Linked DNA regions of Sus scrofa: region 1 is linked to region 2. A link is a contact called in public Hi-C data. All regions are on one chromosome and are shown on one strand. The core of a region is the stretch at or near the end of the contact, and the rest is flanking DNA. Distances in the headings are between cores, read along the strand shown. Region 1 overlaps LOC110257572 (a long non-coding RNA gene). Region 2 overlaps LOC106506781 (a long non-coding RNA gene).

Region 1 (7,328 bases), core at 4,243-6,742, 79 kb after region 2:
ACCACCTGCTGATGGCGTGACTCTGGACAAGTCTTTCAACTCCTAGGGGCCCTGTTTCCTTATCGGTAGGAAGGGAATAACTAAAGAATCTCGAGTTGCCAGGGGGATTAAATGAACAGATCCCGAGTAGTTTCTTGGTAGTGCCTAAACCGGTCCTGGGCGTCAGTTGGCTTTTAGCACAGGCTATTAAACCGGCTTAAAGAGGTTGGGTGATCTGAACCAGGGCAAAGAGCAGCTCAGAAAAGAGGTGGGAGTGGAACACGAGGCCCCCTGACTTCCCGTGTTGGGTCACGTGCCCTTCCTGCTTGAGGCCACACCCCCTCCTTTCTATAACAGTGCCGCCAAAGAGTGCACTCCTTCCCGTTGTTTAAGAGCAAACTTTCAGTCAGTGACCACTATGAAGAACATTTGTGACAGGGTTTTGTTCCGTTTGGGGAAGTGAGGGGACGGTGGGCCCAGGGGTCTGGAGAGCAGACACTGATTCTGTAAACTTGGGCTTGAATGATGTCCACAGCAGAACAAATTACAGCAAGACCTGAGTGTCCCTATAGTCTGATCCCATTTTAAATACCCAACCTTAGGAATGGTCCTTCCCCCTCCCCCATTTACAGGCGTTCCTAGCAGGCCACAGCTTCTTGGCGACAGTCACGTCTGTTGGGTTCACATTCTCTGTGTTATTCCCCACAAGCATGTATTTTTATGATCTTTATCCTATTTTGCTCTACTTTTCCTTTCTCTTTTTAAGACATCAGCATTGGCCACCCAGGACTTAAGAGGAATTTTCATATAAAGCACAGTCTGTGATGGGAACAACTTGCACAGGAGCTTTGGGAACTGTGAACCTCTGTGTGAACGTGACACAGGGAGAGGGGACATTAGATATGCTAATATTTGAGTAGCCTTCTGGCCTCTAATTGTTCACCAGCCTCAATCAATAAGATTTTTGTAGGTCGTAGGTATGTGCAGTTGCACCCCGTGTAGGGTTCCTGTCCTTTTGACGTTAGGCTGGGTGTTCCCCTGTCTATTGAGCAAGTTCCTAAGGTCTTGAGAGTGAGGGCAGAGGGATGCCTGTTGTATAGCATCGTTGGTTTGCGTTAAATTCTTCAGTTCAGTTATTGATGCTGTTTTTATTCATCCTCAATTTGAAGATTATATTCATGCCATGCAAGTGGTTTCCATATTCTTCTTTTTAAAATATCAATACAGTAAAATTATAAAAACATACCACATTCATGAAAGTTTCCTTCCAGAGTATAGATGCAGATGGTATTATTATTATTATTATTATTATTATTATTATTATTATTTTGCTTTTTAGGGCCTCACCTGCAGCATCTGGAAGTTCCCAGGCTAAGGGTCGAATTGGAGCAACAGCTGCCGGCCTACACCACAGCCACAGCAACGCAAGATCCCAGCCGAATCTGCGACCTACACCACAACTCACAGCAACGCCAGATCCTTATCCCACTGAGTGAGGCCAGGGATAGAACCTGCATCCTCACGGATACTAGTTGGGCTCGTTACCACCGAGCCACAATGGGAACTTCCTGGTTTTAGGAATTTTTTTTTACATGTATTCTTGATGTTTATCTTGAGCGTTCAAAAATGAGAAACATAGGAGCTGAGGTTTAAGTAGCAAATTGTCACCACATTAGAAATTAAGGGCTTAGCAGAGTTCCCATTGTGGTGCAGGGGAAACGAATCTGAAAAGGAACCCTGAGGTTGCGGGTTTGATCCCTGGCCTCGCTCAGCAGGTTAAGGAACCAGTGTTGCCGTGAGCTGTGATGTAGGTTGCAGATGTGGCTCAGACCTATCTGGTGTTGCTGTGGCTGTGGAGTAGGTTGGCAGCTATAGCTCCAATTAGACCCCTAGCCTGGGAGCCTCCATATGTCACAGGTGTGGCCCTAAAAAAAAAAAAAGTGAAAAGAGGAAAAAAAAGAAATTAAGGGCTTAGCGATGCCATGTAACAAATTACGTGAACACATTGGATCTGTTTGTTTTTATTCTTTGGTCTCATTAAGTGGAAGCTTGTGTTTTTCTCCTCCTGCCATCATGAACCGCCCCCCCCAATTCCCACCCAAGATAGAAGCGCATTAATAGCCTGAAAATAAAGGACAGGCTTTTTCTAAGCTCCTCTTTTAGCAAACTGTCTACTAGTCCCTTCAGAAAATGAGCTCTGTCACATTGATGCTCTTTAAGAGAAAAGCAATTTTTCTTACTCAATTTGCCCAATTGTCAAGAAATTCTACTCTGCTATAAGTGATCAGGTTTGGTTAAAGTCGAGAGAAATACATACAAAAGGTCATATTTTACTCCTTTGTGGTTGGCTTTCAAAGGATGCTTTGATTCGAAAACCAAGCAGTCACTGTTAACATGATGAGGTCTTAAAACAAGTGTTTTTCTGCCCCCATCACAGACATATCTGAAAAAGGCCCCTCTTCTCCCAAACCCCAGGGATGACACTCAGAGGCTGTGTCTTCAGTGTCTCAGCGCCCAGGAGGGAAGATCATTTCCATATTTGAAATTTAGGGGCAAGCGGAAATAACTTTGTTTTTCTCAAAGGGTTAATACTCTAAACAGCTTCAGATTGGTTCACTCGCATCTTAAAATTACTTTTCTGGTCACGCGCACTGAAGGTCTAAGCATTTGTGAAATGTCTTTTTCTTTTTCTTCCTCCCGATGCTGTGCTGTTCTCTTCTGGCTGTCTTAATTACACAAGGGTTGAGAAACCAAATTAAAATTAGGCGTGGCTGGTAAACAGCGATCACGTTGCCTGCTTTCAGCTTTGCTTGTTGGAGTTACTTCTCCTTGTATCACTTTCCTTCCCACTTTTTTTTTTTCCAAAGGAAATATCATGAGCTCTTTTAGAAATACTCACAGGAAGTGAGTGTCCACACGCCGGTTATTCACCAGCTGAGCGCTGACAGGTGGAGGTACTGCTGCTGCCCTCCCAGATTTATTTGAGCATTTCCACCAGAGCAGGGGAGTACTCGGGGTATACAGACCAAAGGGGTTTTGTGTACTGAGGGAGTTGTGAGAGGAAATTGGTCATCGCTCGTCATCGTGGTGGACAGTGACTCAGGGAGCTGTGATGAGGGGTCAGCAAGGCACGTGGCCGCCGTCTCTGAGGTCTCTGCTCCCTACTCAGGGGGCGGGCTGTCTTCTAAAAATGAATGCTCCCTCCACCGCCAGCAACGATTCTTGTGCAGTGAATCACTTCCAGAAATGAATAGCCACAGTTTTTTGGAATGAATGTTGTGAAATCCCTCGTTTATAATGGCAGGTTTTCCGTTGGTGGTTTTTATCAGAGAGAATTTCTCAAGATCAAAACGAAACCTCCTCTTTACAAAGAAAGAAAGTACTCTCGATACAGAAAGCAAAAGTATTTCCACTCTCCTCCTGACGAGCTGTCACAGAAGATCTCTGTACCTGTGTTTAGAGATCCACGTCCATGTACTTGCCTGAACGCACGAGTCCTTGAAATCACGAGTTCATTGCCGTAACTGGTGGTCTCCTATGCAGCAGGTTGCTAACTCCGAGCAGTGTTATGTGCGGTGAGTAGGTGGTAGACTCCGAAGATCATTGCTAATCCAGTGTTCGTCCTCTTGAGTCATGGATTCAGAGGACTGCCAGCAAGCTCTTAAATACTTGCTGTGCCTTATATGATTTAATGCATGGAGCTGCAAGACTCCCAGAAGCCTGTGAAAGGTTTTGCAGAGCGTGGATTAATTGAATAATCTTTTGAATATACTAGTCCTTGGGAGGAAGAAAGGATGTCTTACAGAAGGAAGCAGTTTGTGGGTCTCTTAGAGCTACAGTTACTGCTCTCCTGTATTTTAAGTGTCACTCTATCCTCTTGTGTGAAAGAAATAAATGACTGCATGGTTTAATGGAGAAGAAGTTACGCCAGCTCTTTTGAAATGAAGAGACCTTCACCCACGTGTTACTCCTCGCTGGACTGTCGTCCTCCTGCCTCTTCACACAGAGCAAGTTTCCACGAGCGAGGCTCCCCGTCTGGCAGCATCAGTGATGCGCCTCATCCAGAACCCAGTGGGCCCGCCATGGGTTACTGGCAGCACTTTTATCGAGGGGCAAAGAGAGGAAATCCAGTTCCTGGAAACAGGGAGTGCAGTTTCAGAAATCCTTCTCCCTCCCGAGTGGAGAAGTTGTTTGACCTACTGACTCATTTCATAGGAATTGGGAAAACAACCTAGTGTGGTTTTCATTGTTCATCCTGGAGGCTTCCAAAATCTGCGTCTGTGCAAATAAGATGAGCTGGAGAAAGGTAGTGTTGCCACTTGCTGTTTCTACCTGCCTGGTCTCCCGATGGGATTCAGTCTCTTGCTTCCAGCGCAAGTCCAGCCTGTGCCTGGGGCTCCGTTGTGTGCCTGTCCAGTGGTGAGTACGGATGACAGCATTGTCTGATTTTATGAGTTCTTGCTTCTAAATTTCTAAATGGCATTTCATCGCAGGAAAAGCTTTAAAGAGCCTTTTTCCCCCGGCACATTTATATTACATTTTATATTGACCTGTAGAAAATACTCTAGGTGTGGTGATAATTATAAAAAGACCACAGAACCCGTAGACAACAATGAAAGTTAAGAGTTAAGAGATGTTTTGAAAAACAGATTTTTTTTAGCGTATTGACACGAGAGCAGTTTTGATTTTGACACATTTATATTAAGTGATTTTTGGGGGTAGTGTTATTTATAACACAAGTATGGAAGATAATAGTATATTTTAACAAAATAATATAATTACTACTAGTTAATAATGAAAGGCATGTCTTTCTGGCTAGCAGCATAATGTTTACATGCAGAGGATCTTTTGATTTATGACATTTTGGTTTTAATCTACTGTTATCAAATAAGCTAAAAGTATCCAAAGAAGACAGAGTATATTAACTTGGATAAAAGTAGAAGCTGAGAGGTGCTTGAAGTGATTAATATTTGAAGTGTTAGATTATGGCCTCCGTATCATTTCATTTATGCCAAGTCCCCCAGATCATACTCAAGATATGATCTTCAGCATTGCAGCTGATGCTTAGTGTATAATTATCATAGAGTTTCTCATTCTCTTCGGAGATGGCCGAGGAGAACGTTGACTTGGTCACACTAGCGCTTTCTCTTCAGCAAACAGCGTTGCATGTGAAACGCCTTAGAGGCGGAGTTCTTAACCTTTCCAGGGTGTGGGGCCCCTGTGAGGTTGCGATGGACACTGGAAGTCGTCTCACTACATGCACGCACAAGCATTTGCCCGCATTTTCAGGGCATTTGCAGCTACAGTGAAGCACACCCGGGACCCCGGGCGCGGGTTGCCACCTGGCATGAGACCACACTGTGATCTTTCCATCCCTTGGTTTCGCAGCAGACACTGGGATCGAAAGGGGCGGCAGCCAAGTCGAAAATAAGTCATCCTCTGTGGTTGCTCAGTGGGGATGCAAAGCCCAAGAAAAGGAGGAAGGGTGGAGAAAATATGTGACTAATACTAAACAAACAAAGAGAATCCTTAGTATTATCACAACCACCGAACAGCCCAGAAGCCCCAGACGTCTAACCTTGGGTGTTGGGAAAGTACAAGGTGAATTCCAGTGGATACTTCAAGATTCAGTGTTAAACAACTGGAGAGAGTTTTCCTTCTAAGTAATGAAGTCTCTTTTCTTTTTTTCCATATGTATGTTACCAAATTAGATCAGACCACAAACCATCTGAACCCCAGCAGTATAAATAATAACCGTTGTAACAAACTGGAGAAATGGTTCTACTTGAGCAGGAGAAATTTGGGTGGGGATAGATAGAAGGTAGCTTAGCTGAGTACACAAAGACCTTATTTAAAAAAAAAAAAAAAAAAAAAAAAGTGCCCTTCTTGCCCATCAGCTAAATTTAGGTCAATACTGTAAGGCTGTTGTGAAAGACATGATTCTTGAGTATATTAAAAGGAGTATGACATAAAAGGTTAAGAAAATAAGACTCGCATTAGTCAGACTTATTATTGTGTCCAGTCTGAATCACATTTGAAAAAAGATTTGGGGTCATTGTGAAGAGCTCTGATACACAACCAACAGAAAGTTATACACCCTTCCCACAACAGATAAAGTAACGGAAGGTTTTAGTCCCCAGAAGGCTAAAGGATTTCTTGCTGATGGTCTTTAAGTCGCTGGAGTCTCATTTGTCTTTATAACACCCTGCCTGCTCTCAGCGAATTGCTGTGCTTCAAATGCTGTCCTGTGTGGGAACACTCGTAACACCTGCATGATAGCTTCGAAAGAGTAAAGAACGTTCAAATAAGACCAAAGAGATGTCAGGACATAAGGAATATAAAAAATATACTTCTTTGTTGATTAATAGGTAAGAAAGACTGTCTCAATTGCCAAGATGATCAAGTAAATGAGTGGCCAAGAGAAGTTATGAAATCTTTGGTTTCGAGACAGGACTAGGTGGTTCTGTTTTAAATGGTGGAAACATTTATTAATTTGTTCAACAGACTCTGAGGGCCTAGTTTGCTAGATGCTCACAGTCTGCTAGAGGAGGCTAGGATGCAAAAACAGATCCACGGTGTACAATAAGAGTCATGGCCACACAAAAACAGCATGTAACCTGCAGCCGCCATCCGTGGGTCTTCCCGACAGAGGTGGGTCTGAGTTGACTCTTCAAGGACAGCCTGTAAGGGGTTAGCTGGACCAGGGGCGCAAGCATGGTGGGGAGGGCTGCAAGCAGGAGGCATAGTGGACACCGAGGCTCAGAGCATAGGGTGTAGTGGGGGTTGTGGGGAAAGGGGTGATGCAAGGAGAGGAAGCAGGAAGCGTCATTGACAACAGAGGTCTCATGGCTGTGCCTGAAGGTGTCCACCTAGGAGCATGAGGAGACGAGAGGTACACATCAGGCGGCTCACAGGGCGTGTGTGTGTGGATCTGCGTTGGGGGGGATTGGGGGGCTGGAGCGGGGGGCACAGGTCAGGCGCAGGGCAAGGAGGCCAGACAGTAAGGACACCACTGGCGGTGGATTCCAGAGACTAGCGAGCTGAAAAGAGGGAGAAGGTGAAGTCGGGATCGTGGCTTAGGTTGTTACGTGGTATCGTTCACACAGTATGACATGTGAGAGGAGAACCGGTTTGAGGGGCGATGAGGCAGCCTGCGGACCTGTGAGAGCACATAGACGGAGCCTGGCGGAGGCAGGGGCCGGAGTGAGCCGGGAAGGTGGTTTGCGTGACAGGCTCTGGACTTGAGATGCTGGTTAACAACAATGCGAAGTCATCCATGCTCTTGACTTGTGTGAAGAGCTGTTTCTAAAGCAGTGGGTCACTCTTCCAAAATTTTTATATGATAGTTA
Region 2 (6,802 bases), core at 2,406-4,905:
AGATCTCTTAACTGGGAGTATGAGTGAATTTGAAATGGAAACAGGTAAGGGTGTGTGTGTGTGTGTGTGTGTGTGTGTGTGGACAGATTAATGGGAAAAAAAGAGAAAACAGAAGCAAATCACTTTGTTACAATTAGAGATGTGCATGCATGATGTAAACCCCTCTTTCCCTTTCTCCTACCCTTCTCCTCAGCGCTGAGACTTATAATTTAGTTTAATTTCATTCACAGCCATGGAGCTTTTATTTCTTATAAGTTGTTTTGCCTTTTTATAGCATAGAATGAGTGACTGATATATTACTTAGCTGGATTGTACTTAGTGCTGCATAATGTCCAGCATCCTATTTGTAGCTAATGGTCATCCTTTAGTATTCCATAGCCTTCTAGTCTAGGTGTGCGTAAAACTTAGATGACTGCTTTAAACCAAAGAAATCATCCGTTAGCTGACTCTTCCTGGATAAGCTGAACTATATATTTCATTGGGATATTTCTGGTTCATTCACTGAAACTTCCCTCTGATGCTTAAAATAGTTTTGGGTATAATTCTGTCTGCACTAGGAGAATGGTGGTCTTTATAAGTTTATTTACTAGTAACAGTAATTTTCAGGACATGAACTTTTACCAAGGTAAAAGAATTTATTCCTCCTGTTTTCATAGTAAAATTTTCTATTTCATGAGGATGAATGGAAAACTGATTTGACATTTTTTCAAACAGAAAGTGTGCTCTCAAATTTCTCCTCCCCCTTTTCCTCCCTTTTGACAGCAGATGGCGTCTCACTGTTTCTTATCTCTTTTCTGCTTTCTTTGCCTTTTTCTTTCTTTCTTTCCTCCACCCTGCACCCCCACCCCCTTGGCAAACATTTGTCACAAGAATGGATGCTGATACATATCTATTATATCTATTATACCTATTATATGTATGTATGTGTGTGTGTGTGTGTGTGTGTGTGTGTATCTCTCACTGTGACCTGTTTTCTTTTTCCAGAAAAACAAGAAGGAAATGAAACAGGTTTTCATTGCTTAAGGCATAATACAACCAGTTAATTTTCTCTGCTAACATATTTGTTAGAGGAACACTGGTTTTCCTTTAGAAGCAGATGTTACATTTTATTGTAACAGTTAAGTTTGCCTTTATATTTCTGTCATGTTGCTTTGCATGTAGATGGCACCTGTTTTCTCTTTAAGGTAGATGGGCACTTTCTGCTAATTTTACCTTTTTAAAAATACTAGGCTATTTCCAAAGAAAAAATTTTTGATGTACAGATAGATTAAAATCCATTTGTGCTTAGTTTGGGAAGTAAAACTGGTATGACAGTGATTTGTGCTCGTCCTCTTGAGTATGAAGTACACATAAAGACTTAGGAGCCAGTGGAGAACACATACAGCTTAATGAAAGATTGTTAATGACTAGAATAGGATTTAATTAATATGTATTGTAAAACCAGACTGCATGTGGACAGTGTGTTTGACCTAATTAAATATTTGGAGGAATACTATGAATCCCACACCCCTATACCTTTTCCTATCCTTTCTCCATCGCTAAATATTTATTGAATGTTTCTAGAGTGAATATTACATAAAAACAAGTATATGAAATTATCTTTGCTATCAAGGCTGCAGTCATATTGAATGTAATTTGTTAGTTCACTTTCCTGCTTTAGGAAGAATGTTAAGGTGAACTCAGTCTAATCTTTAACACATTATTACCGTTCATCTCTGCTTGTCTGAATCCAAGTTTTAATCTCCAGTCTATATTCTATAAAGTTAACGTTAGTGATCCCAGTCGGCACAGAGACTGCTCAGATTAGTGAATCAGTAAGTAATGGAATAATTTATATTCTCCATATATGCTTTGAAAATCTCAACAATGAGGCAAGCTGCCAACACCTACAAACATTAATTATTAGAGGCTTTTTTTTTTTTTTCTTTTTTGATGGCCCTGTGGCATATGGCATCCTGGGCCAGGGAATAGATTTGAACCGCTACTGCAGCCTGCACCGCAGCTGCGGCAACACCAGATATTAACCCACTGTGCCAGGTCAAGAATCAAACCTGCATTCTGGTGCTGCAGAGATGCTGCTGATTCTGTTGTGTCACTGCAGGAACTCTTAATTATTTAATTAATTAAGGGCCACTAGGACTGTGAAGTCTCCTCAGGGAAGTTATAAGAGTGGGCTCTATGCCGTTGAGTTGCAGGGCTCACTGCTCCCCTTTCCTCAGCCCCTGCTAAGCTTTGCACTCCCAGGAGAAGCTGCAGGAGCTGGAGAGGGGTGCTGCACTGCCAGAGGATGTGCAAGAGAAGATGCTGAACCTATCTATTTCTAGGCCCGTAAAACATACAAGAAATTTCTGTATAGAAATATGGTTAGCAGAAATTGCATTTGAGGACAGGCACATTGGAATTGGTGAGTGGCTGATATAGCTTAGAGCAGTGAGGTTTCACTGATCCTCATTACTGATGTTGTAGCCAGGAAGGGGCTGGTCTCACCTGGCCTGTCACCTTTCTTTCCCCCACCTTCAAATGCTCTCTGTTTCTTTTACTGTTTAAATAGGAAACCAAGGTGCTGGAATCCCCCAGAGTTATGGGTATGAAGGTTGTGGGCGTGTGAATGGGTTTGGGCTTTGCCCTTCGTGGAACCCTAACCCTTTCCCCTTCCAGTTTTGGAAAAATCATCCCCTGTGGTTGAGTTACTCCCTTTTTCAGTTCCATAAGCTCACCACCTCCATACCTATAGCTCTGAAGGAGTCTAACACTTTTAATTCCTCTTGTCTCCACCTTCAAAACTCAGAGGTTTCCTGGGTAGTCTACTCCATACCTGGAGAATTATTGTCTGTTCTAAAATTCTTCCCCACCCCCCAAATATGTTTACAACTAGTGCTGACATTTATTGTGTGCTTACTTAGAATCAGATGCTTTTCTAAAAGACTATTAAGTATCCTCATTTTAATTTGCGTAACAACCCTGGAAGGTATAATTCCCATTTTTACATCTAAGGAAATTGTGGCTTATGGGATTTGACCAAGAGCCTGCAGCTGGTACGTGGAAAAATCTGAATGTGAACCTAGATTTTTGATTACTAAACCCTAGAAGACAGGTGCTGAGTTCTCACTTTGCCAATGACTACTTCATCTTGGGTATGAAAAAACTTTAAACCAGGTGTTGATAATAATTGTACAACAGCTGTATTCACATTACCAAGCTGTGTTTAATAAAATTGCTTAGTTTGCTTTAAGTGCGTATTTTAAAAATCTGTTCTCATAGATAATTACTTGCAAATTACAACAAGGGTTTTTTGGTTTTGTTTTGTTTTCAAATAACTTACCTTGGGATCCCAGGATGTTTTTCAGTTCAACCAATCTTAGGTAGGGAATATTTGTTTCAAAACCATAACCCTCTAACTAAACTTATGGAAACAATTGCTCACATTCCTTATCATAAATCTAAAGTCATACAGGAAACATCTAATTCTTCGAATAAATATTTGCCCTCTCTCAAATAGGGTATTATCACAAAGGACTTTCTACTGTGATGAAAGCAAGGCAGTACGATGCCCCATGTGCCTCCCTCCTGCATTTAATGGCAGCCCACACCAGGGCATGGTTGTGTGCTTGCTTGAGCAACTCTTAAGAGCAGACTGTGCACACCGGCATTTTTCACACGGCCAGGGCGGAGCCACAACTTCCCTTTCCAGTTTCACACTTATAGGAAGTCCACGCGTGCACACGGAGGTGCCAGGGGACCCTCCCGGACCTCAGAATTGTTAACACACGACCCTGTGTATCCACAGAGGGTGAAAAGTTTGCATGTAAACCATGTCAGTGTCATTTACAAAAATTACAGCTTTTAAAATATCTAAGATGTATTCGAACATTAGAAACAGATGGTGGTGTATCCTTGGAGCACTTCCATGAGAGTGTTTTTAAAAACATTAGTCCAATATTGACTGGATGCTGATTTATGTCAAGAAAAAAATGTTAGGTTCCCTGTGGAATACAAAGTCAAAGACAGCTAGCTAGGTAGAGCAGGTGAGAAAAATGCTACAATTCAGGAAGGGATTCCTGTACACAAACAAAGAAAGTAACTTTGAGTACAAATGGGGGGGTGGGTGACCTCTTCTGGCCAGGAAAACAGGGAGGAGAAGACATTTACAGAGGACTTTGAGGACACATAGGACTTGGGTATGAGAACATTAGGGAGGAGAGATGATGTGTAGGGCACTTCCGCTTTGGGGAGAGTTTTATTTTATTTTATTTATTTTATTTTTTTTGTCTTTTTAGGGCCACACCCACAACATAGGGAGGTTCCCAGGCTAGGGGTCCAGTTGGAGCTATAGCTGCCAGCCTACACCACAGTCACAGCAACGACAGATCCAGCGCCAAGGGGAAATACCGAAGCTATCACTACCCTCTTAAACAGATTGTCTCCTTCATTAATAAATTAGCTCTATATACATTTAAAAATATGATCCATTCTTAATAGACTCAAAAGATCGTTTTCATATATTTAAATTTGCCTGGGATTTCTTTCAAAGTCATTACTGCCAAACAGTGATTTACTTGTTCTTTAGACCTTTTCAGTGATACTTTGCCCAAACTGGCTGCCACTTTAAGACCTACCTGCATCATAAATTTGCCCTGATCCTGACCTCAGCAAGAATTACAGCCATGCATTTGTTCACTTGCTCACCCTGGTGTATTCAACACCAATTTACATGCCAGGTCCTGGTGAGTTCTAGGCACCCAGCAGTGAACAAGTCCAAACTGGACAGGTGAATTGAATGCCTGGAAACCACCTGAAGTTCTTATCATTAAACTGTATTTAAAAGATAACAATGCAACTTGCACTACAAACTGATAACAGCGTAGTGCGTATACCTCCCAACTTTTACATTTTAACAGGGATCAAAGCTTTGCCTCGAACTGCAGTGTGTAAGGGGAATTGTGGTTTGAGACTTGGGACTTTTCCAGCTTATATGGCTTATTACGCAGCAGGGTTGGTACTGTCCTATCGGTCCTTTGAGGTGAGGACTGGATCTGATAATATTCCTCCCAGGAAGGCAGCTTAGAGAAAACCCCACTGCACAGGAAAATCAGTTTGCTATCCCATAGCGGAAAAGAGCTCTTGTTGCAAGAGGTTTTGCCTTTTTGAGGGGCCAGAGAGCCGAGCACAGAAAGGGGAGTACAGCCCAGTGCACCGGGCACCCTGCTGTTGGTTGTTGGGCAAGTCACTTAAACCCCTTCCAGGCATCTGTGAAAAAGGGTGATCATGATAACAGTCCTTAAAGGATTGTTGAGGGTCAAATAAGTTAATATCTACAGACAGTTTAGAATTGTGCCTGCCATAGAATCAGCATATATTAACGTTAGCTATTATTTCTTTTTGCTGTTTTCGTTTTGGCAGTTTGTTGATTTTCTGAGAATATGTAGGAGATCTAGAGTAAGAGCGGATAAGGAGATAGTTCAAGTGAGAGTGGTTAATTCCTTCTTTCCCCTCCTCAGACTCCCCCACCTCCTACCCTACAGACCCTAGAGTTATTTGTTTTGTATGGCAGTAACATCATATTTGAATGTATGACCTTGAAAAATTCTGATTAAGTAGTTCTGGGCAAAGCTCTAATGGTTGGAAAATAACTCAGGCCTCCCACACATACCTGCTCAGCCAAGAATTTGTTTGCCCCAGGAACCGTGGGTGGGCGGGAGTGGAAGCAAAGCACACACCCAGGCTTATGTGAACGCTCTGTTCTGGCTTGAGACCCCAGTGTCACCCTTCTCCCTATGCTCCCCAGTGCTTTCTGGTCATTTCTTTTCATGCTCAATTGTAGAGAAATAAGTGTTTTTGTTATTTTTTTTTTTTTTGTAATGCTTTTTCTTTTTTCTTTCCCCGACTCCAGGGAACTTCCATTTCCCCCCTCCCTGCCTGTTTGTTCTCTAAACTTGGGCGCTTTATTTGTTCCTTAATATTGCACTTGTGCAGATTTCTCCAAAAGCCCAGAAGGCAAGGTGCAATGTAAGACGATGAACTTTAGGGCTCCCTGCATGGATCCCGGGTTTCAGGGTCTGCGGCAAGGCCCTCTGGAAGTGCCCTGGAATTTTCTGTTGGTTCTTGTAACCAGGGCGAGAGACCCCCTGGCTTTGCACTGGGGCCTCTCACAGGTACTCCTGCAGGCTTTCTCCTGTCTGCATCCTGGGGAGACTGGTGAGGGGGCTTCAGCACAGTCCTGCAGAGAGGGGCTTGTTTTCCTGTTCCTGTGAAATATGCCACGTTGGAACCTCTGGTCTGCATGACCTTTAGTTATTGGTTCCTGGCTTGGTTCATATTTTTCCTTTTAGTCTATTTAACATGTAATCCCATTGTCCTGGTTACGTCCTGTCATGGAGCAGGTGTGTTCTTTTTCTGAGCATGAGAGCAGGCCTGTATTGGGGCCTGCCCTGTGGGAGGCAGTCTGGGAAGGGGTGGGAAGAGGCCTCAGGCCCCCGGAAATCTCTGTGAGAGCAAAGCCTAGAAAGTTACTTAACCTCTCTGAGCCTGCATACTCACACCTTGCCCAAGTGAAATTTCCTTGGCTTGTTCTAAAGGTGAACCGAAAATTGCATGGGATGTAGCCAGCTCGCAGTAACCACTCTTTTCCCTCTGTTTCCTTCTTGGGTTACGGAACCCAGGCTTATGGTGGGGATACTAGGTACTGGGAGAATTCTTCCTAGCAAGCTGACCAGGCCTCAAGATGGGGGGACTGATCTTTGGGAGGCCTTTGCCCTTCAATCAGGATGCAGGTGGGTCTTCCTTAAAGAGGCATCCTTCTTTT

What was found. Hi-C and Micro-C count contacts between places; a contact is called where the count stands out from the background.
Region 1: a Hi-C map of omental adipose tissue shows a contact between it and region 2, with 1.9 times the contacts expected there. The contact joins two enhancer-like sites. A contact is called at or near these places in 2 of 5 promoter capture datasets (fetal liver and liver), 10 of 47 Hi-C or Micro-C datasets (brain, embryonic fibroblasts, fetal liver and 4 more) and 2 of 2 datasets of contacts at active chromatin or transcription factors (alveolar macrophages and skeletal muscle).

The regions. Positions count from the first base shown.
Region 1 is chr18:18,005,374-18,012,701 of Sscrofa11.1, forward strand. All of the region lies in intron 1 of LOC110257572 (a long non-coding RNA gene), which reads left to right. Among named protein-coding and RNA genes, the nearest start is that of MIR29B-1, 31 kb to the right of the region's middle. Within about 2 kb of position 5,493, at least 19 of the 83 cell types and tissues checked have an H3K27ac peak or open chromatin away from gene starts, as enhancers often do. A contact at or near this core is called in omental adipose tissue and retroperitoneal adipose tissue, where this site is marked.
Region 2 is chr18:17,928,471-17,935,272 of Sscrofa11.1, forward strand. All of the region lies in intron 11 of LOC106506781 (a long non-coding RNA gene), which reads left to right. Among named protein-coding and RNA genes, the nearest start is that of MKLN1, 99 kb to the left of the region's middle. Within about 2 kb of position 3,656, at least 11 of the 83 cell types and tissues checked have an H3K27ac peak or open chromatin away from gene starts, as enhancers often do. A contact at or near this core is called in omental adipose tissue and retroperitoneal adipose tissue, where this site is marked.